Linked DNA regions of Capra hircus: region 2 is linked to region 1. The links are chromatin contacts, called in public Hi-C maps. All regions are on one chromosome and are shown on one strand. The core of a region is the stretch at or near the end of the contact, and the rest is flanking DNA. Distances in the headings are between cores, read along the strand shown. Region 1 overlaps RIN3 (ras and Rab interactor 3). Region 2 overlaps RIN3 (ras and Rab interactor 3).

Region 1 (6,441 bases), core at 2,059-4,558:
GGAAACAGAAACACTGCTTTTGGGGAAAACACAGGGGTAGGTTCCCATGAACTGCTAGTCACAACATTTCCATCCACTGATCAGGACACATCTTGTTTTATGTGTGTTTCTGTTTAAAGATACCTAATTTAATACATATCATTGATTCATTAACCTTGAACTCACGGCCAACAGTGTAACTCATGCCTGAGCGAAGCTCTTCTAACACCCATATTTTCTCCACGGGGCCTGTCTCAGCCTTCTCGCCCTCAGGAACCCTAGACAGCAGAGAAGCACTGTACTTGGGGGACACTTTAAACAGCGAAACCATCACCCCAAAGCAGGAGAACTTGAAAAACATAACAGACCACGACGAGGATGGAATCAAGAAGGCACCTTGTTCTCAGATGAGAACGTGTGTGTCAGAATATTCAGATTGTTCATCGCTCTGCGCAGGGCTGTAAACAACTTCCAAAGCACTATGATTTGGGGGTTATGAATAAGCCTCAGCAAGCAGGCCGATTTGCAAATGCAGAATCTGTGAGTAATGAGGACTGGGTGCAAACGTCCCTTCGTTAGGCTGGCCCCCACTGTGGCCCACCTGGACATGAACCCTGCTCGTAACACAGCATCTGTCAGCCTGGGAACGAGCTGCTGTGTCATCTGAACTGGGACCCAGCATACCTCTTGCCCTGGAGCCCAGGCCAGGCCCCCACCTGGCACCCACCCTGTAGCTGCTGAGGCTTCCCCAGCTGCCACCATGGGCAGTTCCTGTCAGGGGCAAAGAACAGATTTGGTGGGGAAAGGGGAAGATGGTATTTGTAGCAGCTGCAGGGGAGCCTCTGGCAGTCCCCAAACCTGTGTCCTGAGAGCCTCTCACCAGCCTCCCCCGACAGTATCGTGAGCAGGACCCACAGCCAAGTCTTCATGAAGTACCTACTGTGGGAGGCTGCTGGGCCACGTGCTGCTTCACACAGAGCCCGGCACACAGTGGGGGCTCTGCGCCTCCACATTGTATGAATGCAGGAAGCAATGGTCAAAGAGAGCAAGGAGCCAGCTCAAGGTCTCACAGCAAGACAGGACAGACCTGGGGACAAGTGGAGTGCACAAGAGGGTAGGCACTGAGGCCTTTCCAAAGACCACGGGACATGCTTCACATTTCCTGAACACCTACTACGTGTCAAACTCTGTCCAAGCTCCTTACATGCATTAACTCATGTAATACAACAGCAGCTCTAAGAGTATGGAACTATCAGCATCCCATTTTACAGATGAGGAAACTAAGGTAGAGAACAGAATGGGAACCTTGACGGTTTGCTCCATGGCCTAACCGCTAAGCTGTACTCTTCCCCTCTCAACGTTCTCATATCCAGACGGCCACGCTGGGCTACAACAGGCACCTTCTCCTGGGCAGGTGGAGGGCAGGCTGGCAGGAGGTAATAAAGGCAGCCTGCTTGCCTCCATGATGCACACCCAACCCACCACCAGGTTCCATCCTAGATACACCCTGAGGGCGCCCTATCTCCCCATCCCCACTGCCGAGACCCTGGTCCAGGCCTCCATCTCTGCTCACCTCGACCCCTACAGTAGCTTCTGCCCCATGTACTACTCCCCCAAACCCCATGTCCTTCTTCACACAGCAGCCCAATGCAAGCAATCCATGTGATTCCTGTGCAAAACCTGTACCTTATACATAAATGTTTGCAGCAGCTTTATTCACAATTGCCGCAGACTGGAAACAACCCAAATGTAGCACAGTGGGTGAATGGATAAACAAACTATGATACATGCATACAATGAAATACACTCAGCAATAAAAAGAAAGTAATACTGAGACACACAACACAGATGGGTCTCCAGCGCCTTCAGCCAGGTGAAAGAAGCCAGACTCAAAGGCAGCATTCGTGTGAAGTTCTCGAAACACCAAAACTCAAGGATGGAGATGAGTGAGGATGCCAGGGTTTGGGCGGGGGAGGGGCTGACTACAAAGGGCACAGGGGAACTTCGGAAGGTGATGGAACTGCTCTATCTTGATTGCGGTAGTGGTTACCCGACAGTCGACATTTACCAGAATGTATTGAAAAGTTCACAGAAGAGGCTTATTCCATATAAATGTTTCCTTGTTATGGGTCGAACTGTATCCCTAGAAAGACATGTTGAAGTCCTAACCCCCAGCACCTCAGGACCTCAGAATGTGACCGTATTTGGAAATAGGGTCATTGCCAATGTAGAAGTTAAGATGTGCATGCTAGGCCACTTCAGCCGTGTCTGATTGACCCCATGGACTGTGTCCCGCCAAGCTCCTCTGTCCATTGGGTTCTCCAGGCAAGAATACTGGAGTGGGTTGCCATGCCCTTCTCCGGGGGATCTTCCTGACCCAGGGATCAAACCTGCGTCTCTTATGGTGTCCTGCACTGGCAGATGGGTTCTTTACCACTAGTGCCACCTGGGAAGCTCCAATGTAAGTTAAGATGAGGTCATTTTAGAATGGGGGCAGGAGGGACCCTAAGTTATGACTGGTGTCCTTATAAGGAGAGGAGCAACACACAGGGAGGACACGGCCCAGTGACCAGGCAGAGACTGGAGTAATGCAGCTGCAAGCAAAGGGACCCCAAGGACCGCCGGGGCCACCAGAAGCTAAGAAGAGGCAGGAAGATTCCACCCAGAGTCTCAGAGGGAGCACGGCCTTGCCGTCACCGTGATCAGAACACCAGCCTCCAGAATGGCGAGAACAAACTCTGATTGTTGTAAGCCACCCAGTTTGTGCTGCTTTATCACAGCCACCCTAGGAAACCAATACACAGCCCAACTTTAAAAATGGGGGGACGAGACTGTCTCAGTCTCCAGGGTCTACAGGTTCCAGCCTAAGAGCCTCAGGTGTCTTGTCCCCTCTTCCTGCACAGGTCACCTCTGGTCCACGCACAGCGCAAACACCAGGCACACTGGGCCATGGTACCCACAACCGGGCTATGCTGGTTCCCCCATCCCCCGCGGCTACTTGGGAAACTCCCAGGTGTCACTCAGCTCAGCTCGGCTCTCGCCTCCCCGCTAAAGCTCCCCCAGATGTGCTCTAGTCTGAGTGGGACACCCCTGAGCCAGCCAGGGACCCCAGCACTCCAGGGGACCATCCTGCATCATTCGAGCATTGCACTGCCTGCTGCTCCTGCTGCCCCACAAGACTGGGATCCTGGGACAAGGGTGAGTTGTCAGGTAACTGGCAGACCAGCGCCACGCGGGCTGGAGAGGAGCTCTGGGACTCGGCTGGGTGGGGGTCTAAGGGCTGGGGAGGAGCTGGGGCTTTGGCAGATATCCACACTGAGCCTGCTCAGGCCTGGCCCTGCAGATCGGAGCCAGGGCCGGGCCAGGCGTGGCTCAGGTTTCTCCTGCCACAGCCTCTACCCTCAGGGCCTCCCACCCAGAGCTGAGCTCGAAGGCCTGCCCAGTCACACACCTCACTCTACTGCTCAAGCTTGCATAGCCACAGCCTCCTCTGCAAGCTCCTGGCAGGCCCCTTCCCATCTCCCAGAGGCCCTCTATCCTGGTTAATCCCTCCCCACCTCTCTACTGGGCATTAACCTGCCATATATTCATTCAACAAAGCCTTGCGTGGGACACGCCTCTCCAGCCCTTACTCTTGCTTAGCTTGAGTGTTCTCTGAGTCAAGCACTCTATGCCCAGGACAGTGTGGATCTGGCAACCACACCTGTCAGGAGGAGTCGCTCTCTCTGCCCTGAGAGCTTACAGTCTAGCAGGGCCAAAGAGAGAGAATACACCATGACAGCGTGAGAAGCGAGGCTCGGACAGGGCTGATGGGTCTTTGCTGACCGGCGTCCTGGTACCTCTGTGTAAATTAGGAAAAGATGCTTCTTGCTTCCCATGGATGCAGACAACCCCTCCTCCACCCCGTACACACACCTGACATCACACAGGGCTTGGCAAGAGAGTGAAACTTCAGGGGCCCCTTGCTCCTCTCTCAGCAGGTGCCTTTGTGCAGTGAGCAACCTGCACAACTGTACGCAACAGCCCTAGAGGCTAGAGAGCCTGGAAGGCTTTTGCAGGAGGCTGGAGGTGGGGTGTGTATGCTTAGTCCCTGAGGCAGGAAAGAGCTCAGCACTACCCAGAGGCTGGAGGGAGAGGCAGCCAGTGACGGCCAATGTGACTGTCCCCCCACCTCTAGGGCCTCACGTGCAGGAGCAGCCTAGGCACCTGCACAGAGCCGTGGAAACAGCCTGGGTCCAGCTGTGAGAATTTGGGGCAACCACATCCCCTCTCTGAGCCTTATCTGTGAGCAGAGGCTGGATTATGGGGTCACCAGACTCACACTGAGCTCTGATGCCTGACAATGTAAGGGCCAAGGATGGGGCCACTTTGGCTCACGGAAAGAAGCCCCCTGCCTGCCTTTCAAACTACTTCAAAAGCAACTGCCTAGCCTTTCAAGATGGCCCGCCCTGCTCAATCCCAGGATACCTGTGGCCTCTTAGACCAAGGTTCTCAAGGCCTCCCCATACCTGGGGGGTGGACGGACAGCATGATCCTGGGCTGTGGGAGGGCAGCTCAGAGCAGGGTCTTACAGGCTCCAAATGGGTCTTTGCTACCCCTAGAAAGGGAAGGCCAGCCCTGGCCATCTCAGGGCAAACCTTTCCCAAGGCTGAGCAGAGAAGTGAGGTGACCACTCAAGACCTCTAGCGGCCAGCGGTCAGCACAAAGCCAGCCTGGCACCTGTAAGTGCTCAATAAAGCAGCAAGGAAAGAATGAATGAACGCTGGCAGCCATCAGGGATACAAGTGAGCACTGTTCGGAGCAGGCCCCCAGCCTTTCTTGTGCTGGTTTGGTCGGAGAACCAAGCTCAGAACGTCGGCACAGGCAGGAAGTTTCTCCATCTAAAGCGCAGATGAAGGGGGCTTCCCTGGTGATCCAGTGGCTAAGACTCCGGGCTCCCAATGCAGGGGCCCCAGAGGTCGGTCCCTGGTCAGGAAACTAGATCCCACACGCCTCAACTAGAGATCCTGCAACAAAGACCAGAGATCTGTGAGCTGCAACTAAGACCCAGCACAGCCAATAAACACATATTTTTTAAAAGCCAACATATTTGGAAAGAAATAAAGTACAGATGAGGAAACTGAGACTGAGGGAAGAGACACGGCTGCCTTGCTCAGCAGTATTTAGCCTTGTCAAAGCACGAAGTTTGAGAGTCAGAACTTAAACCAGAATAACTAGTCTGAAGCTTCTGGTGAAATCTAAAACTCACAAACACCCAATGGGAAAAACAAGTTTGCAATTTAGTCCTTGAAATAAGAGTCTTAGTCTATGCAAAACGTCTCTCCCCTCTCCTCCTTTTCCTCCTTCTCACCTCCACTAGGAAATAAAGGCTTGCATGTAACCCTGAAAAGCAGCCTTAGCGTTTCTGGCATATACTCTGGTGCCATGTGACAAGGGATAAATTTTTGTGTGTGTCAGGATTAAGTTTGTCTGTGATGGAAAATTTTAAACAATAGTGATTTAAGTAAGGTAGATATGTATTCCTCTCTCATACACAAATCTGAGTAAGTAATACAGGGCTGGGATGATACACCAACATGTCTGAGAGCCTTACTATATTTATATATTATATTGTTGCTCTACTCTGCATAACTTCCATTCTCAAATTCACCCCAGAGTCCAAAATGGGTGCCCAAGTCCAGCCATTATGTTTATATTCCAGCCAAGAGGAAAGAGGAAAATAGAAAGGCATGAGCCTTCCCTTTAAGGCCATCACCAAGCAAATCTTATTCCCCATATATTTTTCTGTCCAAATCTAATCTCATAGCACATCTAGCTGAAAGGAAATTGGGACATGTTTAGCTAAAAATTTATACCCAACTAAAATTCAGGGGGCCCATCAACAGGCTCTGCTTCACCCCTGAACTCAAATACTGCAAGATGATGGCAGATGACAATGAAATGGTCCCCAAACCCTAGACCCATAAAAGTTTTCAGGAGCTTTATTTAAAACAGAGGGAACTTCAAAAAACAGTTGACATATGTCTATGCCTACTCCAACCGTTAATATGATCATAATATAATGAGGTCATCAAAGATGATAGGTAGGCAACAGAACCTCCAGAGTATGACATGCAGAAATACGTTTAGGAAATAACACTCAGTGAAAAAAAGAGGAACACAAACAGATACACATAGCTCAAAACCAGGTACCAGAGATGGACATTAACCAAACAGGCAGCTGGACGGGGTGTAGCCTCAAAAAGATGATGTGCTTGATGCGTTACATTTTAGTATTTTTTATGTCTATATGTGAACTTTTTCAGATATAAAATATTGTTTTGAAAATCAACAGCATGCGTGTGCACACGGGCTCACACACACACACACACACACACACACACACACACACACACACACACACCATGTACAGATAGGCAGCAGCCCTTACCTGGTCTCACAGCCCAAATAACTAAGAACATC
Region 2 (5,927 bases), core at 2,496-4,995, 43 kb before region 1:
TGGCCAAAGCCTCACAGCTGATGGGGTAGAGCTGGGATTCAGCTCAGGTCACTGGTATCCACGCTCTGGACCCCATGCTATGCAGCCCTTCTCTGTTCCCCACATCCCACCTGGGGGGAGCTTGTCCTTTCTTCTCCTGCGGATTTACTCTAGTCGAAAATGATGCTTCTGAGCCCTGAGGACCTATTTGTGCTGTAGTAACCAAGCATTACCTGAAGTCTAAACCAGAGCCAGCCTGTTTATAGATGCCTCATTTTACTTCCCCTCTCCAGACGGCCATTCTGCTCAGCTAAAGGGCCTGTGACTCTGAAGTCTTCCCCTGTCATAGCCACAGCCGCCCTGGGGCTGTGCCTCCAACCCCAGTAGGCCATCATGGGGAGGGAGCCCTGCTTCCTTTACAGCCTCTGTGGTTTTAAAAATGTTCTTTTCCGTCTCCATTGGCCCCACTCAGGCTCATCCCTCCTTTCAGGTGATAACAGAGGCCTTCTGGAATCTCCCCAGCCTCCAGGGCCTGGCGTCCTCCTGGGGAAGAGGCAGAGGAGTGGTCCTCCCTCCAGGGTAGGGTCAGTCCTTCCTTTCCTGAGAAAGGACTTGGTCACCGTGTCCCCCCTCTCCTCCAACCTCATCCCCAACCGGGGCTCTAAGCCCCTCCCAAGAGCCCAGGCTAGAGTTTTGAAGACCAAGAGCCTGGTCAAAGATGCTGAGAAAAATTTGGGAAGCAGGGCCACTGGGACCTCCAGAGTACATGGCCCCATGCATAAGTGGCTCTGCAAGAACACAGAGATGGTGTTTCTTCCCTTCTCCCTTCAAGGCACTGTCCCACCACCTCTTGGGAGATGCTCCAAATTCCCTGCCATTGCAACTGATTACTACTGGATTGGTGGTTGAAGCTGAAGTTCCAATACTTTGGCCAGTTGATGCGAAGAGCTGACTCACTGGAAAAGACCCTGATGCTGGGAAAGATTGAAGGCAAAAGGAGAAGAGGGAGGCAGAAGAGATGGTTACATGGCATCACTGACTCGATGGACATGAAAGTGACCAAACTCCGGGAGATAGTGAAGGACAGGGAAGCCTGGCGTGCTGCAGTCAGTCCACGGGGCTGCAAAGAGTCGGACTCGACTTAGCGACTGAACAACAAATTTATGATAATGCTATAGTATTAGAATTGTTAAATCAATGTCATTAAGTTGTTGATGCATGCTTAGTTGCTTCAGTCATGTCCAAATTTTTGTGACCCTATGGACCATAACCCATTGAGGCTTCCCTAGTGGCTCAGTTGGTAAAGAATCTATCTGCAATTTAGGAAACCAAGGCTCAACCCTGGGTCGGGAAGATCCCCTGGAGGAGGAAATGGCAACCCACTCCAGTATTCTTGCCTGGAAAATTCCATGGACAGAGGAGCCTGGTGGGCTACAGTCCACGGGGTCACAAAGAGTCGGACATGACTGAGCAGCTAACACTTTCTGCTAATGAACCATAGCCTGCCAGGCTCTTTAGGATGGGACTGGGATCTGAGCTCAGGCCCGCTAGCTTGAGATCCTGAGCCCCATGCCCAGCCCACAGAGGGTGGTCTCTTGGTTTAAGCGTCTGCTCTCTGGGAGAGTGCTTCCTGGGAGCAGGGACACAAGGCACCCATTAGTACTTGAACTGAGGTCAGAAATGAGGTTACCAGCCTCTCCTCGCACAGGGCAGGCTGGAGAGAACCTGAGAACCCAGTGAGTGGAGGAAGGCCGAAGAGAGGCTTCCGGGGCAGAAATGGGAGGTGGGTGGGGGTGCCGGCACCCCACCTGGAGGACACCTCCTCGGGGACCTAGCAGGAGGCAGGCTCTCCTCTAGGTGCCTCTCTGCACTCCTGGCACAGCCTCGCCTGCTGTGAGCAGCAACATCTCTGAACTGATATGTTTACCTGGACCTGAACTGCCCCTATGAATGCACCTTTCAAAGAAAAGAGGTCACTTTGGCTCCTCTTCAGAGATATAGGTCAGCATTAGCTCAGTTCAATTGCTCAGTTGTGTCTGACTCTTTGCGACCCTATGGACTGCAGCACGCCAGGCTTCCCTGCCCATCACCAACCCCCAGAGCTTGCTCAAACTCATGTCCATCGAGTTGGTGATGCCATCCAACCATCTTATCCTCTGTTGACCCCTTCTTCTCCTGCCTTCAATCTTTCCCAGCATCAGGGTCTTTTCAAATGAGTCAGTTCTTCATATCAGGTGGCCAAAGTATTGGAGTTTCACCTTGAGCATCAGTCATTCCAATGAATATTCAGGACTGATTTACTTTAGGTTTGACCTTGCAGTCCAAGGGATTCTCAAGAGTCTTCTCCATCACCACAGTTCAAAAGCATCAATTCTTCAGCACTCAGCCTTCTTTATAGTCCAACTCTCACATCCATATATGACTACTGAAAAAATTGTAGCTTTGACTAGATGGATCTTAGTCAGCAAGGTAATGTCTCTGCTTTTTAATATGCTGTTTAGATCGGTCATAGCTTTTCTTCCAAGGAACAAGCATCTTTTAATTTTATGGCTGCAATCACCATCTGCAGTGATTTTGGAGCCCAAGAAAATAAAGTCTGTCGCTGTTTCCATTGTTTCCCCATCTATTTGCCATGAAGTGATGGGACCAGATGCCAAGATCTTCGTTTTCTGAATGTTGAGCTTTAAGCCAGCTTTTTCACTCTCCTCTTTCCCTTTCATCAAGATCCAAGTACCTCATACCTATCAGGTCCATGGGAACCAGCATGTGTGAGGCAATGTGGGAGTGAGTGTGTGTGTGATAAAAAGAGAGAGAATGAGTATGTGTGTGTGAGAGAAAGACAGAAAGAGAATGAGTATGTGTGTGTGAGAAAAAGCCTGTGGGTGCTATAAAAAAATACATCTGGTCTTTGTCCCCAGTTCCTGGCACAGAGATTCAGAAACCCTTGGAATTTCCTGAATGATGGGGGTCTTTTGCAGTTCATAAAGAGCCCCTTTGGACCACATCTGAGTTTATGTTAACAGGTGGCTCAGGTGGGACCTTAAAGAAGGGGCTGCCCCAGAAAGACAGTCACATAATTAGAGGACTGGAACACACAGACCCACTTCTACCTTTGGGGAGGGAAGAGGGACTGCAGACTGAGTTCAAGTCCGGGGCAATGATTTAATCTCCTGGTTGGCGAACACACTGATATGTCAGGAGGGTGCTGTGCCCAGATTCCATGCGGAGAGGGTATGGAAGCTCCGTGTGGCCCTCCCCACCCAGACCTCATCCCTGTGTGTCTCATTCAGCTGCTCTTGAGTTTTATAATCAAACTGTCATCACAAGCTTAGTGCTTTCAGTGAGTCCTCTGGATCTTTCTAGCAAATTATCAGATCTAAAGAGGGGGCCATGTTTGTAGCCAAGTCAGAAGTGTGAGGATCCTGGGGATCCCATTTGTGTGTGGCATCTGCAGTTAAGAGCAGTCTTTGGAGGAACCTTCCCTTTAACTTACGGGGTCTGTGTTCACTCTGGGTAGTGTCCAAGCTGAATTGTAGGGCATCCTACAACCATAGGACGGTTGATATCAGAGAGCTGTTCAAGCACAGAGTGAATGTGTGTGAGTGTGTCCACAAGTGCATCAATGTGGGAATGAATGTGTGTGTGTGGGTGGATAAGCGAGGAACGAGGGGACTCTGGGCTGAACTGGACTCAGGGCTCCCCTCCTGGAGCTCTGAGGGGCAGGGCATGGGAAGGATGCCCAGCAGGAGCCAGGGGTGCCCCTGGGAAGGCAGACAGCAAAGCTGGATCCTCAACGCTGAGCCCAGGCAGGAGCTGAGGCTGGTGCCCTCCTGAACTGAAACCAAACTAGCATAAATTCTGTCTTTGGAGGACAAGAGCTCCCTTTACAAGGGTGGCGTACAAATGTGTGTTGCGGTAGGGGCAGGAGGAGACAGAAGCCCAGGTCATTGTTCAGAAGCACACGCACATAGCTGAGCTGCCCCTTGCCATCCTGGAGTGTCAGGAATGGCACAGAAGCCAAGGAAGTGATTTCAAACATGACCCATTGGGGAAAATGCCACCAGCCAGCTTTTTTTTTTTTTTAACAAAAGAAAATACATGAGAACAAAACAAGATAATAAGGATACCTATCAGAAGGATGGACAATTTTTTATTAGAGAGAGCAAGAGAGAGAGAGATCCATGGAGGGTCAGGGCCACAGTACAACATATCTTTTAATTTTTATTTTTTTGATGTGGGTCATTTTTAAAGTCTTTATTGAAATTGTTACAATTGAATATATATTGAATATTGTTTGCTTTATGATTAGTTTTTTGGTCATGAGGCATGTGGGATCTCAGCTCCCCAACCAGGGATTGAGTCCATAACCCCCTGCATTGGAAGGCGAAGTCTTAACCACTGGACTGCCAGGGAAGTCTCCAATGTAGATATCTTATTCTACCAATGGTTTCCTTCTTCCTGGACTATTTGACCCCCACCGATCCCACCCTAGGGTGACTGCAATGACAAATCACCATTGGCAGCCTCAACTGGGACCTCCTGCAATGCCACCCTGCAACCTAACTGGCTCTTTCACACCCAGCGTGTAACTATTTCTAGATTTGCTTACTCTGCTGAGACATTGACCCTGTTCTCCACCCTCCTGTTCCACAGAGAGAAAGAAAGAAGATAAGAGCCCTCCAACAGGAACTCCTCCAGCTGCAGGAAGAGTCAAATCTGCATTTGACAGTCAAGATCTGTCGCCATCTCCATTTCTTCCTGGGCTCCCAGAGGGCTCTGTGCAGCCTGTTATGAGCTCTGTGGCCCTGGGTCATTCTGTAGCGTCTCTAAGCCTCAGTGTTTCTATCTGTAAATTGAGATAACACCCATGACCACCTAGCAGAAACAAGAAATGAAACCAAAGCCCTGCCCTTCTGTGTTAGAAGAAGTAACTGAGATGTTACGTAGGGAGGCACCCAGTGGGGTAAAACGGTTTCTACCGATGCTCACTAAGAATTAATTTTCCATCTGCTTCTGCCTTCCTGACCATGGCTGGTTTACAATCCTCAACCTCCCAGTCTCAGGCTCCATCTAGAATTGGGGCTCAGTGTACCACATGTGTTTCTTGTGAAAAAGACTCAGGATTTCCTTGAGAAGGGGTTCAGCTGCAAGTAAGGAGCAGAAATTTAAACAGCAGCTGACGTCTGTGCTCTAGACCAGGTACCTTACACCTTGCATCGTCCAGTTCCCTCATGGCTGGGTGAGGTAGGCACTATTACCATTCCTTCTGATGGGTGAAGACTCAGGGCACAGAGAGGTTAAAGAAACCCAAGGCCATGCAAACAGGAAATGCAGAAGCAAGATGCAGACCTGGGCGTCACCGAGAACATCTCACTTATCTCTTGCCATCGAGTCTATGTTAACTAGTCATTGCAGGGCAGGCGTGCAGACTGGGGCGGAAAAGTGCCCCAGGCTGGGCTCAGGTTCCTAATTCTGAGTGCCCAACACCCACCCTTCTGGCATGGCCACAGAGCCTCCTGTGCCACTTCCTTCTGCCATGGCCAAGTCCTCTTACCTGAAAAACTAAGATAATGCACTGGGTGAGTGGTCTGGGGAGCTGAATTTGTTAGGGGGGAGAAGGGAGGGAGGCTCAAGGAGTCCTCTGACCCTTCCTGCCCAGATGGCAGTGAGGGAGAGGACACTGACAGGGGCCTGCTCTAGGCAGAACCCCGGTCAGTGGTCTGCGTTGGTCATTATCCATTGGAATAAGATGGTCTCTTCTGCATTCCCCTTTGGGGAGGTTTAGCTGCTCAGCTAGTCACAGGGTCCCTTCCAGGAAGTATTCACAGATAGCACCTCAAAAACAGTGTTATTATATGACTCACTGCAAGAACATATGCAGAGTGGTAACTCCTGCAAAGTGTTCTAGATTAGGGTGCAACTCCTGTGCTTCAATCCAGCAGAGTTCA

The links. A called contact is a pair of places that touch in the nucleus more often than the background predicts.
Region 2: a contact with region 1 is called in a Hi-C map of blood, with 1.8 times the contacts expected there. The contact joins two enhancer-like sites. A contact is called at or near these places in 2 of 5 Hi-C or Micro-C datasets (both in blood).

Annotation. Positions count from the first base shown.
Region 1 is chr21:56,710,033-56,716,473 of ARS1.2, reverse strand. The region is part of intron 1 of RIN3 (ras and Rab interactor 3); the gene reads right to left. Among named protein-coding and RNA genes, the nearest start is that of RIN3, 12 kb to the right of the region's middle. Within about 2 kb of position 3,308, at least 1 of the 5 cell types and tissues checked has an H3K27ac peak or open chromatin away from gene starts, as enhancers often do.
Region 2 is chr21:56,754,064-56,759,990 of ARS1.2, reverse strand. All of the region lies in intron 2 of RIN3 (ras and Rab interactor 3), which reads right to left. Among named protein-coding and RNA genes, the nearest start is that of RIN3, 56 kb to the right of the region's middle. Within about 2 kb of position 3,745, at least 1 of the 5 cell types and tissues checked has an H3K27ac peak or open chromatin away from gene starts, as enhancers often do.